2 separate regions of the Mus musculus genome follow, and region 2 is linked to region 1. Evidence: chromatin contacts called from public Hi-C data. All regions are on one chromosome and are shown on one strand. Each heading gives the region's core, a stretch centred on a gene start, on an enhancer-like site or on the middle of the called end of the contact. The rest is flanking DNA. Distances are from core to core; before and after follow the strand shown.

Region 1 (3,308 bases), core at 691-3,190:
TTTATAGGTCAGATAACACATCGTAACCTCTGTCTCTGTGACCATCTGAGGGTTGTCCATTGAGTCCCCTGAGCATCAGTGGAATTTTCCATTACGGTTACACATGTTTACAGGAACAGACATTGGAGTAAGAAGCAATTTAGGTGGCAAAACATTTCCTTAGCAACATGTTCCACTATACGCCTTTTGGCTAGAGAGCTGTGGTAATCACGCTTTAGGGATGTTTCTTGTAAGGTTTGTCTAAGATAAGGGACTTGAACAAGCAGTAAGGACCAGCCACTCTTTAACTCATTCTGCTTTCCCACAATCCTTTAGTTTCTAGGTAGAGAGTTTCGTCAGGCTCTCCTAACATGAAGTCGTAATTTGATCTTATTAGGTGCATATGTAAGAGTGTAATGACATACTTGCATCATCTCTCTTTCATATACAAATGTCCAGGGACTAAAGAAAGCCAGGAGGTAACACCAACCGGCCTTGCTGTGTTGGTTGGCAGAGAAGCCGCAACCATATCTGTTTCCTCCACCTCCTGTGTCTGTTGAGATTCTGTGCACCTTCACTTAGAGTCAGTGAGCCGGAGACTTATGCAGGAGAGACTGGGGTGAGAGCCCAGCTAGGCAGTGCTGCAAGCTCCTGCTAACAGAGGTGCATGATCGCTGTGTGGCCTTCAGAGCTGTCCCAGGCTGGTGGAGTCCCAGGGTCACTGCTCCATTAGGGACTGTCTGAGTGATCACCTCAGTGGTGATTAATGCTGCTTCCCTCAGCCAGCCCCAGGTCTGCAGCCAAGAGCTGCTGTCATCTCTTTATTCTTCTGCCCTGCCATTATTGAAAATCAATAAACTGTCCCAGCCCAATGAAGTTCAGCGACTGGGGTGGAGTCCATAAATCAAATAAAAACTAAATTATATTTAAATAGGAATGAGGACTAAGAGGCTATGTTGGAGTGCAGCTGGGGTGCCCAATGGATAAAGAAAACAAACACACTGAGCCAGAAAGGTAAACGGCTGGCAAGCCTCTGGGGACATTGTGCCCCACTCTATATTATCCAGCTCTGAAGGGTGAGTCCAGCCCAGCTGGGACTCCCTCTGTGGTCACACAGTGGGGGATCCGCTGCTCAAACACAGGCCTTGAACTTCTCCAGGACCCACTGCGCTTCTCCCAACTGACTCCAGATCAACCCCAAGCAACAATGCATTGACAAGAATTTGAGAGGAAACGCAGGAGAGAGGGTCCACACAGTCAGGCCTATTGCTCTTTCCTTTATTATTCCTGCCTCTGGGTTCCTCTTTAAGACGCTAAATGGCGTCTGCTGTCAATCTCTGCCACCAGAAAGGGATCTGGAGCTTGTACAGGGCCGGGACACCAAGAAATAGCTAATATTCTGGCTGGAGGAGGATCTTCAGAAAGGTTTTGTCTTACTGGTGGGCCTGGCATAACTCTAACTAAGGTGTCTGGAGGCCTGGAAAGGATCTGACCCATTTGTGCTCCCAAACAAAACACAGTGCTACTTAAAGGAACACAAAATCCAGCAGTGATGCATAGAAAACGTGCAGCGCCTGCCTACAAGGGGAAAATTTACCCAGTGGTCTAAGAAGTAGGAAAATATGGGCAGTAACTCGATACAGATGGTGATGAAATCAACAGATGAGATCATTAGAGCAGCGACCCACAGGTTCAATGAGACCCCAACGCAGGGAGACTTAAGATCCCCGGGGACACAGGAAATGGGATCTATCTGTGCGAGTAACTTGCTCAGTGAGAAAGGCATAGATTACTGATGCTGGCCACAGCACGAGCAGATTTTAAAACCATTATGCTGATTGCACGTAGACAAAATTCTGGGGAAAAAAGCAAAACTATGGTAATAAGAAGCAGATCCCTTGCTGTAGAATGGGTTGGGGAAGGAACTGACCTGTAGAGGGTGCAAAGGAGCTGTTGGTAGGGGTCAGTGGGAGCGCTCTTGTAACTGTGCGTATAGATTTGTCAGAACTCATTGTTAGAGGGATGGAGAGATGGTGACGTCGTGGTAGTTAAGAGTTGCAGCCGCTCTTCCAGAGATTGCAATTCAGTCCTCAGCATCACATAACAGCCTGGAATTCCAGCTCCAGCAGGATCTGATAACCTTCTCCTAGCCTCCAAGGGCACCTGCACTCCTGTGCCTGTACCCCATAAACACACACACACAAAACACACATAGTCATGTACACATAAAGAAAAATGAATCTTAACAACAACAACAATAAAACCTCATTGTGGAGGAGGATACGGCGTGGCTATAAGAAGATGATGTGAGAGATCTGTGGGCATGAAGTCATCAGTATCTGGACTGTGGTGATTGACATACCAACCTAAAAATGATGTCATGGGTAGAACCAAACACACTCATACAGATGAGCACAAGCACACTTGGAGAGAGAGAGAGAGAGAGAGAGAGAGAGAGAGGGGGGGGGGGAGGGGGAGGGGGAGGGGAGGGAAGGGGGAGGGGGAGAGGGAGAGCTATATAGGATGGGGAGGGGGGAGTCTGTTGATGCCAAGACCCAGGTTGTAAGTTTGTATCTCAGTGTTGCTGAGGAAACTGGGCAAAAGATCCATGCGGTTCTGTAATGTATCTTCCAACTGCATGCAAATCTTAAATAATTCCTAATTTTTGAAAAGGTCCATACAATCCGTCAAAGATGTTTCTTCTCATAACCTGCTCTGTCTTGTCACATCAGCTTCCACGGAGCAGCACTGTACTGACATGGCATACTAAGGAGATGTAGGAGTTTCACCGGCTTTTTTCTTCCTTTTTTAAACCCACAGGAGAAATTGAAGGCTTTTCTGTTATCCAAGGATGATTGGAAAAGTTATGGGACACACCTGAGATTTCACCCAAGGGTTGAGGGGTAATGAACTACAAAGAACCAATTTGAAGAGACATTGGCAGGAAAAAAAAATTAATGTATTTTCTACTTGTATCCTATTTAACTGGAATTGTTCAAAGAAATAGCTATGGCTTATTACATTATGATAACAGAAGATGGTCTGTATTATTCTTATAGTTCCCAGTTAGCTTCAACTTGACACAGCCCAGAGTGATTGAGAGAGTCTCCTTTGGGGGACTGCCTCTGTCTCACTGGCCTGGGGGGCATGTCTAGGAAGCATTTTCTTGATTGCTAATTGAAGTAGGAAGACCCAGCCCACCACGGGTGGTGCCACTCCTGGCAGATGGTGCTGGGTTATATAAGAAATCCGGCTGAGCATGGCTCAGAAGAAAAAGCTGGTGAGTAATATTCTTCTATAATGACTGCTCCTGGCTTAATTTCTGCCCT
Region 2 (3,504 bases), core at 329-2,828, 89 kb after region 1:
ACTAACATGAACATCCAGCCTCATTTGCATACCTCTTGGAATGGAGAACTCACTGCCTGCAGAGCTGCCACCCCCCCCCCCGCCCCCAACCCACCCCCCCTCTGCTCTTCGGTGAGCTCCTTCTCAAGGCAGCTGCTTCTGTCCTCTGTCCTTCAGCACCTGATAACAGGGCTGGAGCCCCTGGAGCAATGGCTCTCCAGTGAGCTGAGTACAGCCTGCCTGGCCCGTGCTAGGCATCTGCCCCTTCCAATCAGCCACACTTTCAGCTCCGCCCACATGACTGTTCTTCAAAGGGAAGTCCAAACCCATATCCTAGAATGCAGCCAGCGCTCTGGTAAAGCCCCCTAACTTCCAACACTCCCTGAACAGAGCCTTGAGACTTCCAGCACTCCCTGCAGCCACCAACCCACATAAGGAGTTGTCTGGCAGAAGCCCCATCTGCCACAACAAAGAGGGGCTAATTTATTCACATTCTCCTCCTGCCAACGCCTCCTCAGTGACACAGGCGCTCGCACAGGCAAGCATGTCCCCAAACGGCTGTGGGACGGTCATACCACCTCTGATTCCAGGACCTTCAATGGGTTCCAGGGGGAACGCTTCGTCAACGCGTTTCACTTTTCTTCAAGTCAAGTCATAAATTTTAAATGAGACCTCATCGCTCCCTTTCAAACCTAAATGAATAAACCAGTAAATTACATTTCCTGCATGCTCCCTGCGAGCCTCCCGCTCCCGCTCTTTCAATAACTACAATTAAGAAGGGCTGTCTGGGGGAGGCTGCCTCTGCCAGGGCTTTCCCGGCAGGAAATGCCATTTCTTTTACAAAAGAGTCCTTCTGCTTTCGGTGTTAAAGGGACCTTACCCAATGCATGTAGGTATCTATAAATTTGCATGCTGCACAACTCATTCTGGTGCGCAGATCCATGTTGGACGGATGCAAACCTTTGGCATACAGTTGGGAAGTCACCATTGGAACCAGGGCAGTTCTGTGACCTTGGACGATTTCCTCAGGCTGTGGGGTGTCAGTAATCTTCTTTTAATTTGAATATATCTGGCATTAAATTTGCGTTCTTATCCATAACAGTTCTGCACAGTTAACAACCACCATGAATAGTTACATTGTTGTTGGCTGCTTACAGCAGGTAACTCCTCCCTTTCCAGCAATATTATCAGATGCCAGCAGGGGGCGCTGCTCAAGCTCAATGGTGGGGGAGGTATGCTCTCTTTTTGGTTCTCCAGAACAAACGGCTTAACTTCTCAATCTTAACACTATGCTGCCTTTACCCAGGAGGGCTCTTCTGTACCCTCACACCAGCCCTGAAAGGTAAGTGTTCTAACTCCCATTTTATATGAGAAAGTAAAGCTTAGAAAGGCAAAAGACCTGGAGGAACTGGGACTCAAATTCATGCCATGGTTTTATAACATCCAATACTATGTTAAAACCATTGTTATCTTGGTGGCTCCATCCCAAGAAGGGTTCCCAGGCAGAGTGGTTTGCTGGGAGGCCTCACAGCTCACAGGGTACAGTCACACGGTCATGACCTACGTCAAGAGGACACAGAGCAAACTCAACAGAGAGGAATGTCAGGGAGCAGAGCCAGGCACCAAACCAGCTCCTGGGAAAATGACACAGGGCACAGCCATGTCCAGAGACACAACGGTGAAGTGCTGTCTAATGGAGAAGCTCACGGGAGGTCAGGGCTTTAGCAGGGGCTAATCACACAGGTATTGAATTCTGAACCTACGCCTCAGATTCCTAGATGGTTGGATAAGTAGCCCCTAACACTCATGTGCTGGAGGCTGAGTTCACAGGCTATGTGACTGTGGGGTGACAGTCTCTTCAGGAAGCAGAGCCCAGCAAGAGGTCTTTAGGTCACCAGAGGTGTGATCTCAGAGGGGACAGTAGGGTTCTGGTAGCTTCTCTCTTCCACTTGCTGGCCTGGGGGGTGAGTTGTGTGCTCCACCACACACACCTGACAGGTTGTGCTGTTCTTGCCAGGGGGCTGAAAGAGAACATGGGGCTGTATGTAGATTCTGACCCGGATCCCTCAGAACCATGAGCCAAAGCAGGGCCACTCTGTCACGTTCACTGCAGGTATTGCTCCGTGATGAAATGTGGACACAGGTGTGGACCACATTCCGCAGTGTAGGAAGTGCCCACCCCCACTTCTGGGAATGGCTTCCAGAAGTCCGGGTCCCCGGAAGCCAGCCACAGGCCAACCTTGCCAGTTGATCATTCTGAAGTGACAGTCTCAGGCCAGTTACTTAGGCTTTGCTCTGCACAGGGAGAGAACACTCCACACATCACTTCCCAGTGAGGCCCACCAGTGACAGCCCATAACCCTTGCAGGACAGACAGCTCCAGTCCTCACAGTGCTCTAGTGTGACCGCAGGCTGCGCAGGGACCAGAGGCAGGATAGCTGGTATGATGGGTGTGGTCAAGGAAACCCACTTAGGGTTCTGTGTATGCTGTGTACCCAGTGCTAAGCTTTAGTCCCAGCTCTAGCTTTTTTTTTTTTTTTCCCTTCGAGACAGGGTTTCTCTGTGTAGACCAGGCTGGCCTCGAACTCAGAAATCTGCCTGCCTCTGCCTCCCAAGTGCTGGGATTAAAGGCGTGCGCCACCACTGCCGGGCCCAGCTATGATTTCTTCAGATTGGGTACAGGTGCCCATCCTCCTCAGAACCTGAGTCAGTCCTTGGCTGGCTGGCTCTGTGGACTTGGTCTGTGGCAAGACAGAGTCTTCATAGTAGAAGGGTAGAGTACAAGAAAGCTGTTCACCTAATGGCTGTTAGGAGGTAGAGGGAAGATGAAAGGTGGCTCCTGGGACAAGACTTCCCCCACCAGGGCATGGCTGCCCACTTACATTCTCTAGTTAAGCCCTACCTCCTGAAGACTCCACCACTCCCAACAGTGCCATAGCTGGGGATTAAAGCTTTAACACACAAGTCTTCCAGCCATGGCATCCCCCCTGCCTGCCCTCCACAGGCAGATGTAAGGAACACTTGAAGAGCCCTTGCAATCTGCCACGCTGTCCTAAGGAGGGACCCAGGGACACAGCAGCTCATGTTACCTAGACCAGGCCTTCCCATTGTGCTTGCTTGAAGCCCTCTGCTGACCTCTGCTGACACAGCCTATCTGGTGATGCCAGAGGCCATGACCCTTAACCATCAGAATCACCATCACTCGGAGAAACTGCAGTGGCTCAACGTCCTGCAGGCTGGAGATGGATGACAGCCATCTTCAAAGATCCCAGGACCTAGCATCTCACCTTAGTGTTATCAGGGCTGTCATCATGCTAGAAGGAGCAGGTTTTCCTTCCAGTCTACCTTTTACTGGAATAAAGTGGCTTTCCTGGAAGGCCAGCTCTCGGCCAGTCCAGTCTTTTTTTTTGTTTTTGTTTTTTTTGTTTTTGTTTTTTTTGTTTTTGTTTTTTTTGTTTTTGTTTGTTTTGTTTGTTTTGTTTTTGAGACAGGGTTTCTTTGTGTAGCCCTGGCTGTCCCGGAGTT

What was found. Hi-C and Micro-C count contacts between places; a contact is called where the count stands out from the background.
Region 2: a Hi-C map of the N1E-115 cell line shows a contact between it and region 1, with 3 times the contacts expected there. The contact joins two enhancer-like sites. A contact is called at or near these places in 2 of 39 promoter capture datasets (liver and pre-B cells), 1 of 15 datasets of contacts at CTCF or cohesin (large pre-B cells), 12 of 484 Hi-C or Micro-C datasets (the G1E-ER4 cell line, the HL-1 cell line, the N1E-115 cell line and 7 more) and 2 of 9 other capture datasets (adipose tissue and liver).

What each region holds. Positions count from the first base shown.
Region 1 is chr4:45,729,306-45,732,613 of GRCm38.p6, forward strand. Gm31563 (a long non-coding RNA gene) reads right to left here. Exons shown (of 4, transcript XR_881227.1): 2 at 1,910-2,156. Among named protein-coding and RNA genes, the nearest start is that of Gm31563, 9.3 kb to the right of the region's middle. Within about 2 kb of position 1,941, at least 25 of the 459 cell types and tissues checked have an H3K27ac peak or open chromatin away from gene starts, as enhancers often do. A contact at or near this core is called in the N1E-115 cell line, where this site is marked.
Region 2 is chr4:45,819,098-45,822,601 of GRCm38.p6, forward strand. All of the region lies in intron 1 of Igfbpl1 (insulin-like growth factor binding protein-like 1), which reads right to left. Among named protein-coding and RNA genes, the nearest start is that of Igfbpl1, 6.0 kb to the right of the region's middle. Within about 2 kb of position 1,579, at least 145 of the 459 cell types and tissues checked have an H3K27ac peak or open chromatin away from gene starts, as enhancers often do. A contact at or near this core is called in the N1E-115 cell line, where this site is marked.